7 separate regions of the Mus musculus genome follow, and regions 1, 2, 3, 4, 5 and 6 are each linked to region 7. The links are chromatin contacts, called in public HiChIP or PLAC-seq and promoter capture Hi-C maps. All regions are on one chromosome and are shown on one strand. The core of a region is the stretch at or near the end of the contact, and the rest is flanking DNA. Distances in the headings are between cores, read along the strand shown.

What was found. Promoter capture Hi-C pulls out the DNA fragments that hold promoters and counts their contacts. HiChIP or PLAC-seq counts read pairs in DNA pulled down with a chosen protein or histone mark. Capture Hi-C pulls out chosen DNA fragments and counts their contacts.
Region 1: a promoter capture Hi-C map of liver shows a contact between it and region 7, with 2.6 times the contacts expected there. The contact joins the promoter of Isyna1 here to the promoter of Klf2 in region 7.
Region 2: a contact with region 7 is called in a promoter capture Hi-C map of hippocampal neurons, with 9 times the contacts expected there. The contact joins the promoter of Kcnn1 here to the promoter of Klf2 in region 7. A contact is called at or near these places in 4 of 39 promoter capture datasets (embryonic stem cells, hippocampal neurons, liver and 1 more).
Region 3: a contact with region 7 is called in a promoter capture Hi-C map of liver, with 2.6 times the contacts expected there. The contact joins the promoter of Fkbp8 here to the promoter of Klf2 in region 7. A contact is called at or near these places in 2 of 9 other capture datasets (liver and pancreatic islet).
Region 4: a contact with region 7 is called in an H3K27ac HiChIP or PLAC-seq map of thymic regulatory T cells, with 8 times the contacts expected there. The contact joins the promoter of Iqcn here to the promoter of Klf2 in region 7. A contact is called at or near these places in 1 of 39 promoter capture datasets (pre-B cells) and 1 of 115 datasets of contacts at active chromatin or transcription factors (thymic regulatory T cells).
Region 5: a promoter capture Hi-C map of liver shows a contact between it and region 7, with 3 times the contacts expected there. The contact joins the promoter of Lsm4 here to the promoter of Klf2 in region 7. A contact is called at or near these places in 1 of 39 promoter capture datasets (pre-B cells), 1 of 115 datasets of contacts at active chromatin or transcription factors (embryonic stem cells) and 2 of 9 other capture datasets (adipose tissue and liver).
Region 6: a promoter capture Hi-C map of hippocampal neurons shows a contact between it and region 7, with 6 times the contacts expected there. The contact joins the promoter of Arrdc2 here to the promoter of Klf2 in region 7. A contact is called at or near these places in 2 of 39 promoter capture datasets (hippocampal neurons and pre-B cells).

What each region holds. Positions count from the first base shown.
Region 1 is chr8:70,593,124-70,595,937 of GRCm38.p6, forward strand. Isyna1 (myo-inositol 1-phosphate synthase A1) reads left to right here and starts at 1,358. Exons shown (of 11, transcript NM_023627.1): 1 at 1,358-1,420; 2 at 1,497-1,625; 3 at 1,700-1,861; 4 at 2,016-2,148; 5 at 2,238-2,431; 6 at 2,582-2,731. The coding sequence starts at 1,506.
Region 2 is chr8:70,855,458-70,858,572 of GRCm38.p6, forward strand. It overlaps Kcnn1 (potassium intermediate/small conductance calcium-activated channel, subfamily N, member 1), which reads right to left and starts at 1,551. Exons shown (of 10, transcript NM_032397.3): 1 at 1,475-1,551; 2 at 1-20.
Region 3 is chr8:70,526,321-70,529,187 of GRCm38.p6, forward strand. Fkbp8 (FK506 binding protein 8) reads left to right here and starts at 1,423. Exons shown (of 9, transcript NM_001111066.1): 1 at 1,423-1,516.
Region 4 is chr8:70,700,572-70,703,277 of GRCm38.p6, forward strand. It overlaps Iqcn (IQ motif containing N), which reads left to right and starts at 1,454. Exons shown (of 4, transcript NM_001370847.1): 1 at 1,454-2,706. Jund (jun D proto-oncogene) reads left to right here. Exons shown (of 1, transcript NM_010592.5): 1 at 1-45.
Region 5 is chr8:70,671,634-70,674,534 of GRCm38.p6, forward strand. It overlaps Lsm4 (LSM4 homolog, U6 small nuclear RNA and mRNA degradation associated), which reads left to right and starts at 1,598. Exons shown (of 5, transcript NM_015816.4): 1 at 1,598-1,824. The coding sequence starts at 1,822.
Region 6 is chr8:70,838,263-70,841,306 of GRCm38.p6, forward strand. It overlaps Arrdc2 (arrestin domain containing 2), which reads right to left and starts at 1,458. Exons shown (of 8, transcript NM_027560.1): 1 at 866-1,458; 2 at 717-783; 3 at 432-579. The coding sequence starts at 1,139.
Region 7 is chr8:72,317,797-72,320,560 of GRCm38.p6, forward strand. It overlaps Klf2 (Kruppel-like factor 2 (lung)), which reads left to right and starts at 1,266. Exons shown (of 3, transcript NM_008452.2): 1 at 1,266-1,353; 2 at 1,630-2,446. The coding sequence starts at 1,282.

The sequences.
Region 1 (2,814 bases), core at 108-2,607, 1.7 Mb before region 7:
TCAGTCCAGCTAGCATCTGAGGCCATGGAGGCCGAGCATGGCCACCATCAGCCCCTGGCTCCAAGCAGAAAGCACAGGCTGGGCATGCGTCAGAGGCAGCATGTTTGTTTTCAAAGGGAAAAGTCAAAGGCAGCCTGTGAGGGAGGGCTGGGGTCAGTAGGACTCCCTTGAGGCCTTGGCCAGACTTCTGACAGTTCTGAGGCAGCTGAGGGGGTGGAAGGAGAGTCAGGCACCCTGTGGGCCGCTGTGTACTCACTACCTAGGAACAGCTTGACCATGCTCTTCCATCGCCTTCCCAGAGCCCAGGGCTAACCCTTGTCCCCACGCACCTCCCAACCAGAGCAGTCTGCTACAGCGACCCCAACCCCACCCTGGTCAAGGATGTCCTCCCGGGAAGGGCCCTTTTGGGGACTCGGCCTTGCTCCCAGCCCCGAGCCCCTTGCAAAATGAATGTCCCAGTGCAGTCTTTCTGCCTCAACCTCCCAAATGCTGAGATGACCGATATTGGCCACCAGACAGTTTCATTACCTAAAAGAGATAAACAATCTGCCATTTCTACTGTGGCACACCACAAGAGGACAGAAAGTGGGCAGCAATCTAAAGCACAACCCATTTCCCCATGGTGCTCCTCAGCCCTTGCATCTGAGACCCTCCCCGGAGCTTTACTTTAGGGGGTGTAGCGGGTTCCGCCTGTAGTTCTCCCATGACAATCTCCCCTTCATACATCAAAACGATCCCCAACAGTCCCCTCCTCTGGGAACCCTGCCTGAGTCTCTTCACCGGGATGAGTTCAGTTGGGCTGGTTCGTGTTAGCAACGGCAAATAAAGTCTTGACACCCACAGAGCGGGCCCCCTCTTATTTTCGTGCAGACATTTCGGACAATCCACCTTTTTGGCACAGCTCCAGCTGTGGAAAGTTTCCGCTAGGAGGAGGCCACTTGTTTTGGAAAGTTCTGGGGGCACCTCCCCCGCCTGCCTGCCGAGTTCCCATGTTCCTTATCACTGTGCCTACCCAGGGGGAGGCCGCGTAGACCTGCCCATTCTGTCTCCTCCTCTGGGCAGGGCCATCAGGCCAGTGATCGCAGCTGGAGGACTGGGAGAGGGCGGGACAGACAGCCGAGCAGCTCTGAGACCCCCCCCCCCCCCAAAAAGCCCCTCGACCAGACATGCCCCACCTCCCTGTCGGTGGCCATCGCTCATTGGCTGCCTGGTGGTACAAGGGTGCGCAGCGAGGTAACGCGCAAGACGCTCGCGCCTGAGACTCCTTCCGGCTACCTGGGTTTAGAGCACCCAGAACCCTGGTCGCAAGTCACGCCCATCAGGGGCGTGGTCGAGGCGTGGCATCGGCGTTTTTCTTCGCTGCCCCAGAGCCCTCGGGCCCACGCTGTCCGCTGCCGCAGTCTGATCCAACTCTGGGCCGGTAAGTACGAACCTATCCTAGGCCGTAAGGTTGGCTCTCGGGTGGTGATTCCGCGCTCACTGGCTCTGGCCCACAGCTCGCCACGATGGAGCCCGCCGCCGAGATCCTCGTGGATAGCCCGGACGTGGTCTACAGCCCCGAAACCATCGAGGCGCGCTACGAGTACCGGACAACGCGCGTCAGCCGCGAGGGCGGCGTGCTGCGGGTGCGCGCGGGGCGCGGGCGGCGGAGGACACTGGGAACCCGAGGTCCCGCGACTCACTCCCAACTCTTCCTTAGGTGCAGCCCAGGGCTACGCGTTTCACCTTCCGCACCGCCCGGCAGGTGCCCCGACTCGGGGTCATGTTGGTCGGCTGGGGCGGGAACAACGGCTCCACGCTCACTGCTGCTGTTCTGGCCAATCGGCTGCGCCTAACCTGGCCCACGCGCACAGGTCGCAAGGTGGGGGCCGTGGCTACTAGGAGAATACGGGGTGGGGGTGTGGCGAGCAGAACTGGGGGAGGGGCGTGGCTTGTTGGACTAGCGCGTCTCAGCAAGCCGGACCCCTCAGCCCCTCAACACCCTGCTCTGCTTGCCGCACCCCCTCCCTTCCCAGGAGGCAAACTATTATGGATCGTTGACCCAGGCGGGCACCGTGAACTTGGGTCTGGATGAGAACGGCCGGGAGGTGTTTGTGCCCTTCAGTGCGCTGCTACCCATGGTGGCCCCCAACGACCTGGTGTTTGATGGTGGGCAAAGCCTCGGGACGGGATGGGGTTAAGTGTGGGAGGGCCCAGGGTACGGGATGGGTCCTGTGTTAAGGGTCCCCGCAACCCAGGCTGGGATATCTCGTCGCTGAACCTGGCCGAGGCCATGCGGCGCGCGCAGGTCCTGGACTGCGGTCTGCAGGAACAGCTGTGGCCCCACATGGAGAGCCTGCGTCCGCGGCCCTCAGTCTACATTCCTGAGTTCATCGCTGCCAACCAGACAGCACGTGCGGACAACCTCATCCCTGGCACACGTGCCCAACAGGTGGGGTCCTCGACCCACTCCCAGGCCTTACTGTCACCTGTTACATGGCCACATGGTCTCTCCCTTTGGCAATAATTCCTATACCCCGGGGCCCAAGCCTCCGGACAACTTAAGACAACCTCCACCTAATCTTCCTCCTTCCTTTCCCAGTTGGAGCAAATCCGAAAGGACATTAGAGATTTCCGATCCAGTGCGGGATTGGATAAGGTCATCGTGCTGTGGACCGCCAATACGGAGCGCTTCTGCGAGGTGGTCCCAGGTCGCAATGACACAGCAGAAAACTTGCTACATACTATCCAGGTGTGCGTTTGCCCAAGATTCCTGGGGATCAGTGCCGGTCCAGAGGAATCCTTGGGTCCAGAGGAATCCTTGGCCGACTACTT
Region 2 (3,115 bases), core at 301-2,800, 1.5 Mb before region 7:
AGCAGAGCTTCTGAATGGACCTGTGGAGACAGCAAAGGTTGAACATCACCTTGGCCATTCCAGAACATTCCAAGGCTCAGGAGAGTCCAGGATCATCTGGAAAGTCAGTGTCTACCGACCCCTGCTCAAAGTCTGCTTCAGTTCCCCAGCGCCTAACCTCCCAGACACCAGCATGCCCTGCAATCATCCTGGCCCATGAGCACCCCCTGCCCCTCAAGCTACCAACAGCAGGTGACAAGGTGGCCTGGGTGCCTGCAAGACACACAGGTGAAGAGGCAATATGGGGCTGTGACTCAGCTGTCTGACACATATGCCAAGCCTAGGTGCTGCCATGTTGTTCCCTGAGACAGCCTCTTCCTGGGCAGGCTGGCTGGCACAGGACAGATGCAGAGCAGGCAGGGCTCAGTGACCAGTCCTGGGCTGGCTGTGTTTTGAGCCTCCAGTTAAAAGGACTGTCTGTTGCCCCAGGCACAAGGGGGATACCTCTTCTGGTTTTAAAAAGAAGAGCAAAGCTGAGGGAGGTTGGGTGGCCCCTGGATCCTCTGCCAGCACCGAGTCAGACACAGACTAAGGGACACAGCCTGGCGGTGGCTGAGGGCAGGACCTTGACAGGGAACCAGGCTGGCTCTGCCCGAGTGGCTGTGAGCTGAGGACAGAGCTGCTTTCTGTCATGGAGCCTGGGGTACCAGCTCAGTCCGTTTTCTCTTGTCTTCTGTAATTTTATTTATTTACTTTAGAGACAGGCTCTCAATCTATAGTGCAGGTTGGCACTGTGGCAAACCCCAGGTGCTGGGATGGCAGGTGTAAGTCGCCATGCTAGGACTGGTGATACATACCTATCAAGAGGTGCTAAACAGCAAGGCTAGCCTGGCCTTTGAGGCCAACTAGGGCTACCTGAGAACCTGTCTCAAAATAAAATAAAATCGGATCAATAGGTGTCCCTTGCTGTGAGTCTCAAGGAGGCACCCACCTCCCACAACTCTTGTAGGAACCACAGTGATAACGGCTCATGACAGAAACTCCCAAGACACTAGACCTGTGTCAGGTGGCCTCCCCAGCAGCTGGTGGGGAAATGGAGTTGAGGAAGGGTGCCAGAGCTCTTCTCACCAGGCTCACTGACTCCTCAGGGTGCCCGGCTCTGCTTGCCCTTTGCACACCGGCTACCAGGGAGCTTACAAGGCCAGTCTGGCAGCCCAGGTGCTGTCACTGAGCACCTTGACCTCAGTTTAGGGTGGCCGAAGAGTGCTCATGTCACTGGCCGTATCACATCCATCCTTGTGCATGGACTTTATGGACTCAGCGTCTCCCACTCGCAATCTTCCCTCACCGGGGGACACGCGCACCCTCTCTTCTGTGTCCCTGACCCCTGACCGCGTGGCAACACCATCCCCAGCGTCGTCCCTAGTCGCATAGCCCAGGGACCCGCTATTACTGCCCCCCCAGCCCCCTCACCCCCGCTTCCTCTCGCCAATACCTGCGGGCGGGGACCTGGACCCTCGTGCCAGCGCGTCCCCGCCGAGACCGGCCAGGGAGGGGGAGCAGCGCCGCCCCGTATGAGCGGCGCCTTGGATTGGCTGAGTGCACCAGGCCCCACCCCCATGACCCCGCAGGCTCCGCCCATGCTTAAAGCTCCCTCCTGGGCACTGGGCAAGAATAAGAACCCCGGTGATGGGCATCTGTGCACAGGCAGCTGGCTATTGCAGGTGATCCTGCACACCTGGACCTCATCTCTGGGGACAGACAAGCCCGCTCACCTCAGGGACCCCGATCTTAAACCCTATTAGCCTTGCGGGCAGAAAGAGCTCCAGGCAGCTGCAATCATCAGGGCTGGGGAGACCCCCGAACCTGCTCTGCCCCCATCATTCAAGCCAAACTTACAGAGCTCACTCATGAAAGTTTTTGTTTTGAATCAAGGTCTCACATAACCTAGTCTGGCGTCAAACTCACTGTGAAGTACAGGCTGCGCTAGAACTTACCAGGGAGTCCAGGTTAGCCTTGAGTGGCCTTGAAGTTCTGTTCCTTCTCCCTTCACCTCCTGAGCGCTGGGACAGTTTTGGGCCCCCCTTTCCAGCTCATGCAACATTTTTTGTGGTCTTGGGTTTTGTTTGTTTGTTTTGATAGCTCTGTAGCCAAAGCTGATCTTGAATTTACTCACTGAAATCCTCCTCTCAGCCTACTTCCTAAGGTGCTGGAGTTTCAGGTGTCTTCTAAGACATCCCAGAGACCAAGGAGTCTAGTCTCCGCCCCTTCAGTCACGTGATTACTGACAAGCTGGGGAGCTGAGGTTTGCCTGCAGCCGAGCGATGAGTGTGTGTATCCCCTCCCTAATCCCCTCCCCACCCCCACCCCAGCCACCCAGCTCCTGCTTCTTCCTGGCCCAATGTCTTTGCAGTTTAGAGGGCCTCAGGAAGGACTGAGGGGCAGATGTGTGGCCAGCAAGTGGCCTGGGAGCAGTGACAGCACTGAGCCCCAGCAGAGCCACCAACAGAGTGACAGTCCAGGTGTTGGGGACCACATCTGCACTATCCACATAGGTGGAGCCAGATGGAACCAGCCTGGGGTGATAGATGTAAGCAGGTTCCAGGAGACACCACAGAGGGACAGGCCAAGAGCACCAGGTTCTGCCTCCAGCCCCTAAACCTTCTGCATGTGGCCACCTCAGCCTGTGGCTGTGGGCCTTCCCTGCCTACCCCCTACCCAGGAATTGTTTTGCTTTTTGTTTTAGAAAGGGTTTCATATCTGTGAGGCTCAGACTTACTATAGAGCTGAGGATGGCCTGGAACTGGCCATCTTGCCTCTACCTCTCAGGTCCTACCTGACAGGATAGGCCTGGGCCACCAAGCCCCATTTGTTCCGTGCTAACAACAGAAGCCAGGGCGTCATAAACACTGGCAAAGCACTCAGTCTCCTGAGACACACCTCAGCCTCTCACAGCCCCCAGGGATTGGGGGCATGCCCCCGTTTGTCATCAAAATTGGGGTGCTCACTGTCCATCTAGCTCTCCTCCAGGCGCCTGTCTCAACATGCACCCCCATGGTGCCTGTGACCACAATCAAGGAGTTCACAGGCTCAGCAGTCACTGCCTCTAAGACTTACCCCTTCCCTCTTGGGGCCC
Region 3 (2,867 bases), core at 173-2,672, 1.8 Mb before region 7:
CATATATATATTCCATATATAATATATAGTTTTCCTTGCATGTAAAGAGATATTGAGGTCTACACTGCTTAACTGAGCTTCTGCCTAGCATGTGCAAAGGTCCCAGATCCAATTTCAAGTACTACAAGAACCAAAGAACAACAACAAAAAACAAACCCCACTGGGTTTCAGATGTAGCCAGGTTCAAAGCCCTCAGAACTGGAACAAGCCCATGGTTTCTTTGATATCAAGTGAAAGAATTACAGGATCATTCTTGAAAGGTGACAGCTCGGGAGAGTAGATAAGGTCCTTCAAATGAGAGGCCCTGCTTTCTCCCTGACACCTTAGCACCTTCTGGCAGAGTCTGCATGGACAGCAGGCAGTTACTGAAAACCTTGTATCTCAGGTGACTGCCCTTCAGCTTTCAGCTACTGTTCTTTTAGACAGTGCAATGTAGCCAAGCCGGGTCGTGAACTTCTGATCCTCAGTGCCCCACTTGTCAAGTACTGAGACAACAGGCAAGCACCCTGTCTGGCTTCCTGACCCCGTCTGTACCTTCAAGGTAACTTAGTAAGCAGTCACACAAGACCCCAGAACCTTGGGGCTGGAGAGATGGATGGCTCAGTGGTTTAGAGCACTGACTGCTCTTCCAGAGGTCCTTAAATTCAATTCCCAGCAACCACATGGTGGCTCACAATCATCTGTAATGGGATCTGATGCCCTCTTCTGGTGTGTCTAAAGACAGTGACAGTGTACTAATAAAATTAAATCAATAATTCTTTAAGACTCCAGAACCTCACAAGCAAGCTAAACACTTTGCTGTCAGCTTGGGCTTCATGGTCAGACCCTGGCTAACTAAAATACAATATAAAACATGAAACAAAAGAGAATGCTATAATAAAATAGTTGAGACGGGTGTGGTAGCACACACCTTTAATCCCAGGAGCAGATAGAGGCAGTATGATCTCCATGAGTTTAAGGCCAGCCTGGTCTGGTAAACGTGCTGCGTCCAGGACAGCCAAGCCTACACAGAGAGGCTTGCTCACCACGCCCCAGGAAAAGAGAGGGGCAGGGGAAGGAGGACATGAAATAAAGTATTAAGTAAAATTATGAAATATTATTGTTTTCCAAAGAGCCCCGAAAATGACCGCGCATGAGCTACAGTGTTTCTTGTTTATTTCTACCTCGTATGTAAGCAGGAGGAAGCCTGCCCCAGCATGAACTCAAATCAGGGCGTGCTGCTATCCTCTCCCACTGTGCGCCCAGTGCGTTCCCATCTCCCACTCCCAACAGCCCCTCCACCTAGAGGCTAGAGCCCCTTTAAGAAACGGCCAGCGGAGCTTACCAGGAAGGAGGTGGTGTCGAGGGCGCGAGACGGACGTGTGCACAAGCCAATAAACACGGCAGACGCGGTGTGAACAGCCAATGGGTGCGCGGGGGCGGGGCTGCGTATCTGAAGCTGTTTCCCGAGGCGCGGCGGCCGCGGCTGGGGGCGGGGAGGGGGCACAGGACCCCGAGCGGGGTCCCCGAGCCGCAGGCACGTGTGACGGGGCGTAGCGAGGAGGCCGAGGCTCCCGGGGCCAAGGCCTCCCGAGGCTGCGGGAGGCTGGGCCTCCCGGGGCGGTAGTGTCGACCGGGCGCGGGGCGGCGTTGGGGTGCGGGGCGCGCGGGGCATTGTGGGGGCTCGGGGCGGGAGGGTCTCCGGTCGGGGCCGGATCCCGGAAGGAGCCCCGCAGGTGAGGGTCGCAGGGCAGGGACGCAGGGCTCCGGGGCTTCCTGGGGCTTAAGGAGAGGGCCTGATAGGACGTAGGGTTCTACAGCTGGGTTGGGGGCCTCCGCAGAGAGGCCTGGGGCCAGCGAGATGGTGCAAGAGTCCATATTGGTGTTCCCACTACTCTTTCGCTTTTATTTAATTTGAGACTGGGTCTCCAGTATTCTAAGCTAGTCTTCAAGTGGGTGTGTAGCTCAGGCTGGCCTTGAACTCCTGGCCTTCCTGTCCGAAGAGCTGGATGACAGGCGTGCCTTGCCACACCTGGTTTACAGGGGTGCTAATTCTAAAGCGTCGTGCTTGCTAGGAGAACGCTCTTCCAACGAATTACAATCCTAGCTTATGCTTTCAATTTCTTGAGTCAGGATTTCATGTAACTCATGAATTCCATGGCCTCGAATACCTGGTCATCCTTCCTCCACCTCCCGATTGCTGGAATGAAAGGCATTTGCTGATACATGGTTTCTGCAGCGTTGGGGTTAGAACCCCGGGTCTTGTGCTTGGTAGACAAGTGCCCTGTTGCCTGAGCTATCTCCCCAGTGCCCTACTACGATTAAAAGCTGGAAGCAGACTTGGTGATAGAGGCAGGTTGGAGCCATCGTCTCTGTTGTTGGGAGATTCAGCAAGAGACATTAAGTTTCTAGCACCAATCCTTTATTGCTGGATCCTTTAGCAGAGAAGGTGGCCAGAGTCAGGAACCTCTACTAAAAGTTCACCTTTTTCAAATGAATAAGTTATAAAACTTATAAAGATTGCTGTCCCAAGGCCTCAGTGACAGTCCCCACTGCCTCAATTACCCCAACACCCTTTTCTTGACATTCAGCTCAATAACTTTCGATCTTGACCCTCTTGTTAATTGGCTTGTTTTCTGACTTTGGCTAAGTGGCTTTGTCTTTTTTTTTTTTTTTTTTTTGGTGGTTTATCGAGACAGGGTTTCTCTGTATAGTCCTGGCTGTCCTGGAACTCACTTTGTAGACCTTGAACTCAGAAATCCACCTGCCTCTGCCTCCTGAGTGCTGGGATTAAAGGCGTGTGCCACCATGCCTGGCTGGGCTTTGTCTTTCTGTGCTTGTTGGATCTTTCCTGTGTAAGCTAGGGTTTCCCTACTTTCTGTGCTTAT
Region 4 (2,706 bases), core at 204-2,703, 1.6 Mb before region 7:
TTGGTTCGCCGGTTTTGTGTTTTCAGTAAAGTCTTCGTTACGCCAGCTTGGCTGTCCGCCTCCTTCTTCCCCCGCCTGGGCTGAGGGTGGGCGGGGCTAGCCCTCTCCCATCCCCCTCCCTCCTCCTCTAACCTCTTTCCTCCCCTTCTTCCCCCCCCCCCTGGGGGGGGGGAACGCGGCGTGGGCGCGGGCCGTGCCTGCACATCTGCTGCGCAGCGAGCGCCACCTAGGTGCACGCTGTCGGCCCAGGTCCAGGTGGCACCAGGACGCAATCCTGGACTAGCCTATCAATTTAGCTGGTATATCCTTTAGGAAGAAGAGTGACTACATGGGAAGGGGCAGAAGGAAGTGCTTACAAGCTTGGGGCCTCCGGGATTCATCCATACAGAAAAGAGCTGGGCTTGCAGCCTGTGCTCACTAGATTTTATTCGCCTTTGTTGGTTTCAAAGGGTACCTCAGACCCAGAGCCTTCTCTGCAAGTCTATGTGGGAGCCTAGAATCATGTAGGTGCATTTAAATATCTCCCTGACACGCCCCCTTCTCGCAGCACCTGCTCTATTTTGAGGAAACAATATTCAGCGAAGTAAAGCAATTGTCTTGAGTCACATAGCATCTTTATTTTTGAGACAAGGATACTTCATGTAGTCTTGACTGTTCTGGAACTTTCTATGCAGACCAGCCAGAGCTCCCCCTGCCTCTGCTTCCTGAGTGCTGGGGTTAAAGGTATGTGCCATCACACCTGCCTGTTTCATCTCCGTTTTCAGTGCCCTGGGCTTAGAGCAGATTAATCAAGGTCGTCCAGCTCAGCCCAGTGGGAACATCTGACCCTAGGTCTCGTCTCCCCTCCCCTCCCCCATGTTATATATACAGTTTCCTGTCAGCCCTGGCCACTGCTGTTGAGACCCTGGGTCTTGAGGCTCTCAGGGTGTCACTGTGGGTGATAGGTCACATGGTAAGTCCCAGTGGGTGGCAGGTGTCCCTAGACAGCTGCTGAGTGCCTGCCTGCCCGCCCTGAATGGAACTCTTGTGGGTCCAGCTTGGTTCTGGCATCATCCTAACATTTGGGAGGCCGAGGCGGGAGACTCCTCAATCCTAGACCAGCCCAGGCTACACACCCTGTCTAGTAAGACTAAAGCTAGTAATGAAAAGGCTTGAACATAGGTTCCCTGGATGCTGGGATGACAATCTAGTTCATACAGTGTGAGGATGGAGCCCAGGGCTGAGTTTCCTGGGCAGGCACTCTCCTGAGCTTCGGGCACATAAGAGTTCCAGCTTGGGTACCATGGTGGAGTTTTGCAGCAGCTATGAAAGCTATACTCTTCCTTTGTGGGCCTCTATCTTATGTGCTCTGAAAAGGGGGTGTCCTGATCTTGGTTCCCCTCTTCCCTGTCCCTCTCAGGGCCAAGATGATTATTATTATTGTTGTTTTGTGGGTTTTTTTTTTTTTTTGAGACAGGGTTTTTCTCCTGTAGCCTTGGCTATCCTGGAACTCACTTTATAGACCAAGCTGACCTCAAACTCAGAAATCCTCCTGCCTCTGCCTCCCAAGTGCTGGGATCAAAGGTGTGTGCCACCACTGCCCAGCTGGGCCAAGATTATTGTACCCCTATTACACAGCAGTGGCCCAGAAACCTGTTCTACAGGCTGTGAACAGCATAGTAGAAATTTGAACTCTGACCTCTCCTTTGGCCCTTGAAATGTTGGGATACCATGTACACCAGTGTCTGCAGTGTTCTGCTTTTGTAGTGTTAGATGGAATCTGGATCTTTATAAAGATTTGTGTTGTTTGAGATGATGTCTTACTGTATAGCCCAGACTGGCCTCGAACTCAGTTTTTCCCACCTCTGGGACTAAAGGCATGTGCCACCACAGCGGCCCAATGAGGTTTTGTTGATGTTGGGAGTGTTTCCAGTCAGCTGATCAGAGCCAGGCTGGGCCCTGCAAGCCTGTGACTTAAGCACTTGCAATGTAGAGGCAGAAGGGCCATGAGTTTCAGTCCAGCCTGGGGTATATAAGGAGCCTATCTCAAAACACCAAGGACTCTTGACAGAGCACATCATGTGCCCAGGGGGCCTGGGCTCAGAGTTCTGTTCCCCAGCATTGAAAGGCTGGCTCTGCAATTCAAGTACATTTCTTTCCCTGAGTCTCATCTAGCACATGGGCTAAGACCACCATATCTAGGTGCCCAAAGAAACAAAAGGCTCACTAGAAGTGCTCACAACAGCTAAAGGACAGAGGAGAGAGGCAGGGAAAAGCCACAGGGTTGTATGTCTGCTCTTTGCATAGAGGCCTTGTTCTAGTAGCCCCTTGGCCAGGCGAAGTGGTTCTGGCTTGAGCCTGCTGTGCATAGGCCAAGGTGTGTGTCAGCCTTGGCTGGAGCATCTATGACTCACACTGGGTATGAGCCCAGCCTGGGGAGGTGGCCCAGAACATTGGCTTCACTCCATCTGCCCCCTCCTAGGGCTGTGGCTCACACTGCATGACCTTTTATTTTTTTCTACACAGGGTCTCCATATGCAGCCCAGGCTGGCCTGGAACTCACCAAAATCCATAAACTCTCGGTGCTTGACTGTTGCAGGCCATATGAAGCTTTGCACGTGTCTTTTCATGCCCTCCAGGAGATGTCTCCAGGACATCTTGGAGGCTCAGCAGCTATGTCAGGTGGTGACAGAACTCCCTCCAAACACAAGGCAAGAGGGGGGAAGG
Region 5 (2,901 bases), core at 348-2,847, 1.6 Mb before region 7:
CCAGCAGTGCCTCCACAGTGCTGAGATAGTGCCCATTCTGCTCAGGCGCTGCTCCTCAGCACTTACTGCTTTACTTTATTGTTAGCGGTGGGGGTGGGGGCGGGAGCTCAGGGCTTCTATCCCTCCCGCTGAGCTGCAGTCTTAGTGCGGGAGTCTCACTCCATCACTTAGAAGAGCCCTGGGGAGTGTGCCAAGGGAGTCTCCCGGGTCAGAGGATCCCAACAAGTGAACTCATCGCTAACATTCTGTACCAGGGCCTTTCAGCAGCTTGGTCAAACAGCTGTCCTGCTTGGGACAGCTCAGGGTGGAGCTCTGATTCCATAACCAGTAGCCAAAGAAAATAAAAATAAATAGAAGGGCTAGGAGATGGCTCCATGGGTAAAAATGCTTCCTGATGAGAAGGCTAGGCTGACTTCATGACAAGCTTCAAACTGGCAGTTAAGGAGAGGTGGCCTAAATCTGTTTCCAAGAACTGGCCAATTCCAGACAAGTCCAGGCCTCAGAAGCTGCCCCACCACCTGGCCTGAGGCAAGGACAATGGGTAAGCAACAGTTTCCAGACCTCCCCAGTAAGTTTCCAGCCCCCGCAGCCCTGCCATGGAACGTCCATAGAGATGGACCTCACAGATTAACATAGAGGTCACCTGCCCCGGAATTTCCTAATGTGCTTTAAATCAAACCTCCAAGTTAACATGGGTGTCTATTTTGGTAATTCGAGACTCCAGCATGCTCAACTTCTGCATAATAAGACACTCTTTGAGTTTTCATACTATTTGAGTCCGGAATATCATTCTTTGGCACCCCTACTGGGCAAGCATGAGAACCTGAATTTGTAGCTCAAGAAGACACATTAAACCATGGTGGTGCACACCTGCAATCCCAGCACTCACTAGGATCTCTGGAAGGTCGATACCAGCCTGGTCTACATTGTGTGTTCAAGGCCAGCTAGGGATGTACAGAGAAACACTATGTTCCTCCCAAAATGATAATGATTTTTTTTAAAGCAAGGATTAAAGCTTGATGGCCCACAGTGGCCATCCAGCAGTGGAGAAGCCGAGTCGGGGTCTAATGCAAGTTCATGATCGGCTAGCTTCAGCTGCCACAGAAGCCCATCTCAAAACAGGAAAATCCCAGAGATTTGTTTTCACTTCCTGTCGCCAGGGAACGCCAGACCTGCCGTTCGTGTTCAAAGATTCTATTTGAGTTGGTAAAGACAAAGAGATCCATAAGGGCAAGAATGGAAGGCTAGAGCTGGGCAGTGGTGGCGCACGCCTTTAATCCCAGCACTTGGTGGGCAGAGGCAGGCGGATTTCTGAGTTCGAGGCCAGCCTGGTCTAGAGTGAGTTCCAGGAACAGCCAGAGCTACACAGAGAAGCAATGTCTCGAAAACAAAACAAAACAAAACAAAGAATGAAAGGCTAGGAGCGCAAAATAGGCACCGCGCGACTCGCATGCATTAGCCAGCTTCGCCCACAGTGTGGCGCCGAATTAGGCGCCGAACCAGATCCAGGAGAGCACCTCTGCGCAGGCGCCCTTTCCCAACATACACCCCGTAGTGGGCGTAACTTGTGCTGCGGCCTTTTGCGTCGTTCTAGTGTCGCACTTTACGGCTACCTCTCAATCCCACCGTAGAAATACGGTGAGGCCGTCCGTCTTGTTCCGTAGGTACCGCCCTAGCCCGTCCCGATTGGATAGATGTCCGTTGAGCTGCTCGCTGATTGGTCATAGTTTCTGCCAGTCTTTTTCAGTCTGGGGCGCGCGGTGGGCCGCCGGTGGGAGCGCGTGTGTCTGTGCCGCGGCGGAAGTTATCGCTGCAGGGAAGATGGTGAGGGCCGCGAGGCGGAGGGGCGCGCGCAGGGTCTTCGGGCTGCTGAGAGATGGGGGAAACTGAGGCCGGAGTGACCGGTGTCCCTCCAGGGCCCCAGACGGTCACCGTTGGGGATTTATCTCTTGATGGACACGGTTTTTGCGACCGGAAGAGGGACTATGATCGTTTCCGGGGCTTGTCACCGTCATTGATAGGAAAGCTGCGTTTCCGGGAAATGGGCGGGCTTAATGGCTCACGTGGGCTTCGTTGCCCTCTTGATGCTTATCTGGTGTCTGACCTCAGCTGCCCACGCCTTTGGCTGGAAATCCAGCTCAGAGAGCGGGTTGATTCTCTCCCTGGGACACACAGCATGTCTTGCTCAGGAAGAAAGGATTTTTTTTTTCTCCTAGTTTAGGCTCAGGCCTCCTCAGTTTGGGGACTCTTAGACCTGGCATAAACAAGTAAAGGAGGCCAGGTTTCCCCCTGCTCTGTCGAGGGGCGCGTTGGCCTAAGTGAGGAGAGCCACATATTCCCATCTCCCCAGTTCTTGATGGTAGGATATTTGGTTTGTTTTTTGGTTAGGCTTTCTGATCTGAACTGACATAATCCAGGCTAACCTCAAACTCCTGATCCTCTTGCTTCAGTCACTGGAGTATGGAAAGGACACGTGTATACTCCACATTTGAGTCAGGATGTGAGGCAGGGTCTCATATAGCCCAGGCTGCCTTTGAACTCCATTTGTATACATGCATCACTGTGAACTCCTGACCCTGCCTTTACTCCAGAATGACCCTGGGTTTTGTGGTGCAGGAACTCTAGGCCTAACACATGCTAGGTAAGCACTCCCCACTGGGTGTACCCTGAGCCTTCCTGAAGGGATGGCCAGGTGCGTCCAGGACTGGACACCCACCTCATGCAGGTGCGCACAGACACTCCCATATCTCTGCGGTCAGGCTGGTACAGGAGTGTCCCAGCTGAACATTCCTGAACTCAGAGCCCTAGACTTGGTTCTTTAGCTATCTCATCTACACACTGGATCCCAGAGAGTCTGGATGATGGCTGAGAAGGAATTTCCCTTCCTGGAACTGGCTCCTC
Region 6 (3,044 bases), core at 208-2,707, 1.5 Mb before region 7:
GAGGCAGGCAGATTTCTGAGTTCGAGGCCAGCCTTATCTACAAAGTGAGTTCCAGGACATCCAGGGCTATACAGAGAAACCCTGTTTCAAAAAAACCAAAACAAAACAAAACAAAAAACAAAAACAAACAAGAAAAGAAAAAGAAATAAAGCAAAACCCAAAACCAGTAAAGACAAAAGCAAACACAAAAACAAAAATAGCCCTATCATATCCTGCTTTCCAAATGGGGTATCTGAGGCTGGGAAAGAGCAAGATACCTTCCCAGAGGCACACAGCAGGTGAGCACCCTCAGAATTTGCACTTACCTATAGTGGGTTTTAAACTCACCACTAACTCCTGGCTCCCTGTTACAGAGGTCATTTGAGACCCTCAAATCTAAAAGGTGTCAAGCAGCCAGGCTGGACCCCAACCCCCATGGGGCAGCCACTTGCCAGCAGGGCAGGTGTGTTTATGTCCACAGGTTCAATGACAGTGAACACCTTCCGGGCGCAGCGTGCAGGGACCCATGGCCGGTGCAGAGTGGCTTTGATGGAATAGCGGACGCTGCCGTGTTTGCCCTCGAAGGATGTCACCAGGGAGCTGGGGTGGCAAGAGTGGGTAATCAGAGGATCACTATCAGGAGATAGTGGGGTGAAGGGCATACAAGAGGGATGTCCCGAGAAGTCAGGGCTGAGGGAACCCTAGATGCCCAGCCAGAAGGCGACAGTGGGGCTTACATAGGCAGCTGGAAGCTGAAGGGAAACTCGTGGCGTCCAGCGGGAAGCGTGGCGATATCCCCCGAGTCTAGGAACAAGACCCGGGGCTCAGCGGACGTAGGCCTGGGAATCGCATGCTCGGTGCGCCCCAAAAGGTCCCCAGCCCGTACCTGGCGCGAGCAGCGTGGCGCGGTGGTTCACGACTTCCACGCGCTCGCTGTAACTCTGAGTATAAGCAGTGCTGGAGCCCGCGCTGCGCGACTCCGTCCAGTGCGCGCGCGCGCGGCCCCGAGCGCGCAGCCTGAGCGCGCCCACGCGTGCCGCGCCCGCAAGCTCCAACAGTACCCGGCCTGCCACGGCCTGGCCTCCGTGGAACACGGGCTCGGTGCCCGTGCGCGCCCCGTCTATCTCTACTACGAACGCCTTCACCTTATCGAACAGCATTGCGGTGACGGTCGCGAACCCAAAAAAGAGATCGGCCAGGTGCTCGAACCCGCGAAAAGAAAGAGCTAGAGACTGCGAACGCAGCGGGCTCGAACTACGTACACACACAAGCGGGACAACAGGACGGAAGACCGCTGGGGACCCGCAGCTGCGTCGCACTTATAGGACGGTTGGAGGGCGGGGCCTGAGGAGAAGACCGCACCTACCGGAAGAGACTCCGCAAACACAGCAGTAGGGAACGGGACCCCAGAAAAGACTAGGCCAATAGCGCGGCGAAGGAATGGCCTGAGGAGAAAGCCACACCTTCAGGAGAAGACTCCACCAATAGCGCGCTGAGGAGGCGGGGCCTGAAAAAGCCTGGTTCTGCTGAGAGAATTAGGCCAAAGGCTCCACGAGGGCGGTGGCCTGATAGAAAGCTCCCCCCCCTACAAGGGACCAGGCCAATAGCGTGTGAAGGGCGTGGTCTGAGGGGGCAAAATCAGCTCCTGCGAGAAAGTCAGTAGCATCGAGGGGCGGGGCGGGGCGGGGCGTTAGAGAAAGCCTCGCCTACCGGAAAGAACTTCACCAATAGCGCGGTGGGGCGTGGCCTCACGAGGCTCCAGACAAAATAACCCTTGCTTGGTTCTGAACCGGAGCCTAAGTGGGAGGTGCTGCAGCGCGGCTCTGCCGCCTTAGGTCTCGCAAATACACAAACAAGGAAGCCCAGGAATAGGGAAACTGGTCTTAGTCACCCAGCGTGACAACTGTCACTATTTTTTTTTTCTGTTGCTTTTTGAGACGGGTTCTCATGTAGCCCAAACTTACCTGGGACTTGAGACAGTCCCCCTGCTTCTGTTTACAAGATTGGCCAGTAGTTTTGTGTTCCCTTGGCTAGTCTGGAACTCACTGTGTAGACCAGGCTGGCCTTGAACTCATAGAGGCGAGGTTGCCACTGCTTCCCGAGTGCTGGAATTAAAGCTCAAATCGGATTTCTGAACCCGAAAGCTTTATTTTCTTCTGAGGCCAAGTCTCACATAGCCTCCAATGCATCTCGTACTCTAACCAAGCCCGATGTTGAATTTGCCATCCTCCACCAGTCTTCCAGAGCTGACTTGATAGGCGTTTGCCTTAGTACCTGACTGTTTCTTAAACTTAAAAAAAAAAAGATTTATTTATTTGTATATGTATATGAGTACACTGTAGCTGTCTTCAGACACACCAGAAGAGAGCCATTACAGATGGCTGTGAGCCACTGTGTGGTTCCTGGGAATTGAACTCAGGATCTCTGGAAGAGCAGTCTGTGCTCTTAGCCACTGAGCCATCTCTCCTGCCCGGCCTGGCTTTTTCTTATGTTTTCAGACAGGATCTCACACTGTAACCCAGGCTGCCCGGGAACTCAAGGCAATGGAACTCCGGTGTCAGCCTCTTAGATGCTGGGTTCGCAGGTGTGTCCACTAGGCCAGAACCTCCCAGCTTAATCATCAACTCGCTGCCGCCTGCAGACCTATCTGGGGCACCTTTTTTCAGGCCCATTGTTTCCGGCGATGCGAATTGGTGGGGACAGGGAAGTGTTGGTCCTTTCCCCCCCCCCCCGCATTGGGCACCCCCATTCAACCTAAAGGACCCTGGCAAGGGACAAGGAGGATGTGCCTCAATTTCCACTTCCATAAGGCCTAGGGGAACTTAGTCCCTCAGATCCAGAAAGGGATTGCCGTGCATAGGCAGCAAATCCAGGAGACTCTGATATTTTGAGTCAAGGGCTGCAGTGTACCTGGGGATAGGGAGACCCTTCTGGAATGTAACAGGAAGAATTGCTCCTGCAGGGAAACCTGCCCGGCATTTGTAGACACGGGCACCCCCTGGTGGACATGGGATGTACTGCGGCTCGTATTCACTCCTGAGCCCAGCTGTGTGAACGAACACAGG
Region 7 (2,764 bases), core at 16-2,515:
ATGTCCTTCCCCAGGCTCACCACATACTTCCTCCTCTTCCACTGTTCCTTTTTTTTTTCTGTTTAGGCCCCTTGGGTATTATGCATATTTATTTGATGTGCCCATCCCCCACTGAGTATCCCTTGCAAGTCTTGACAGTCAGACAACAGCTCTTCCCTGCACTAGAAGGATTTATGTGAGGTGTATGTTTGTGGGAGGTGAAAGGTCCCAGAGACTCAGTACTGTATTTATGTATCTAGTGTAAATTGTAATTATTACATGCTATTGTGTATTTGCACGTGCGCCAGTGCACTGTGAGGTCTAAGGACAACTTATGGGAACGGATTCTCTCCCCCTTTTGGGAACTGAGCTCCTTGGATGAGGCTTGTAAGCAGACACTAAGCCATCATGCCTGCCTCTAGTGTTTGCTTCTTTTTTAAGACACGGTCTCTTGTAGCCAAAGGGGCCTTGAACCTAATGCTTTCAACCTCCTAAATGTTCTGAAGACAAGCATATACCACCATGCCATGGTGTCTGCCTCTGTGTGTGTGTGTGTGTCTCCTTCCCTCCCTCCCTCCCTCCCTCCCTCCCTCCCTCCCTCCCTCCCTCCCTCCCTCCCTCCCTCCCTCCCTCCCTCCCTCCCATCTCTCTCTCTCTCTCTCTCTCTCTCTCTCTCCCTCTCTCTCTCTTTCTCTCTCTGTGTCTATCTCTCTCCCTCTGTGTGTGTGTGTGTGTGTGTGTGTGTGTGTGTGTGTATTAAGGGGGCTACGATGCTCCAGGCTGGCCTCAACTCCCTTCTAGGCAGGCCCCAAACTTCATCCTTCTTGTCTTAGCTTCCAAGGTAGCTTAAACAAAGATTTCACAGAGCGTTCCCTGGGTGAGCACTGTGACCCCAGACTCCCCATGCATCGGTCCAGGTTTCCAGGGGCTTGAGGCTGGGGAGATACCGGGAAAGCCTCGTCACCCGTGTTCCCCGCGGAGTCCCAGGTGCCACCCCCTCCCCCGCCCCCCGCGCGCGCTAACTATGCTGTTGTGCCTGGTTTGTTGACGCCGTCGCCATAGGGACGGTCGGGGGCGGGGCCCGGCCGCGGGGGCGGGGCTTGAGGAGCGCAGTCCGGGCTCCCGCAGTAGCCGCCACAGCCACCACCGCCAGGCTTATATACCGCGGCTAAATTTAGGCTGAGCCCGGAGCTCGTCCCCATCCGGGACGCGTTTCCGTCGACGCCTCCTAGCCCGGCCCTCTGTGCCTGCCGCGCCTATAAGGCCTGGGTGGGCCGGGCCACAGCACACACAGTCCCTGCCATGGCGCTCAGCGAGCCTATCTTGCCGTCCTTTGCCACTTTCGCCAGCCCGTGCGAGCGCGGCCTCCAGGAGGTGAGGGCAGCGAGGGTCCGCGGGCGGCGGGGTAGCAAGGTACCAGGCTACAGGGTGCAGGAGCCAGTACTGGAGATGACAAGGTCCAGGGTGCTGACCGCCTCAGGGAGTTAGACTTCAGGCTGTGGGACAGGAGGTGGGTGCAGGGACTGAGGACACGCGCGCTGAAGGGATGCCGTGCACCGGGTGCAGATCTTGAGGGCCTAGTTGTTAGACTTTGGGGTGCAGGGTAGCAGGAGGCACCCCCACTCACGTCCCGCGCCCTGTCTCCTGCAGCGCTGGCCGCGAAATGAACCCGAGGCGGGCGGCACGGATGAGGACCTAAACAACGTGTTGGACTTCATCCTCTCCATGGGATTGGACGGTCTGGGCGCCGAAAATCCTCCCGAGCCCCCGCCGCAGCCCCCGCCGCCTGCCTTCTACTACCCGGAGCCGGGTGCTCCGCCGCCCTACAGCATCCCCGCGGCCAGCCTGGGAACAGAGCTGCTGCGCCCCGACCTGGACCCGCCTCAGGGGCCGGCTCTGCACGGCCGCTTCCTCCTCGCGCCTCCCGGGCGGCTAGTGAAGGCCGAGCCCCCCGAGGTGGACGGCGGCGGCTACGGCTGCGCTCCGGGCCTGGCCCACGGACCGCGCGGGCTGAAGCTCGAGGGCGCCCCAGGAGCGACAGGTGCATGCATGCGGGGTCCCGCCGGCCGCCCCCCGCCGCCCCCGGACACGCCGCCGCTCAGCCCCGACGGCCCCCTGCGCATCCCGGCGTCCGGTCCCCGCAACCCGTTCCCGCCGCCCTTCGGTCCCGGCCCCAGCTTCGGCGGTCCCGGCCCCGCGTTGCACTACGGGCCTCCCGCGCCTGGCGCCTTCGGTCTTTTCGAGGACGCGGCGGCAGCGGCGGCGGCGCTGGGCTTGGCTCCACCTGCCACGCGCGGTCTCCTCACGCCGCCCTCGTCCCCGCTGGAGCTGCTGGAGGCCAAGCCCAAACGCGGCCGCCGCTCCTGGCCCCGCAAGCGCGCCGCCACACATACTTGCAGCTACACCAACTGCGGCAAGACCTACACCAAGAGCTCGCACCTAAAGGCGCATCTGCGTACACACACAGGTGGGCGCCTGGCCTCATTCCCGGGATCTGCGGCAGGGGGATGGCCGCGAGTTCAGGAACAGGCTAGGTTACAGAGGAAGACCCTGTCCATCCTCCAGAAGGGAAATGGATACTGTCCCCAGAGTCTATGACACTGCCAAGGGGGTGTGGCAGTTTAATGGGTTGGCTCCGAGGGACTCAGGTCTCAAGAATTCGGGACATAATTAAGAAGCTGTGGAGGGCTGGGCTGGGGCTTAGCACTGCATATAAAGTTTGGCATGGTGGCCTGAGCCTGTCATCTCAGTACTGAGCAGAAGAATCAGGAATTCAGACCTAATC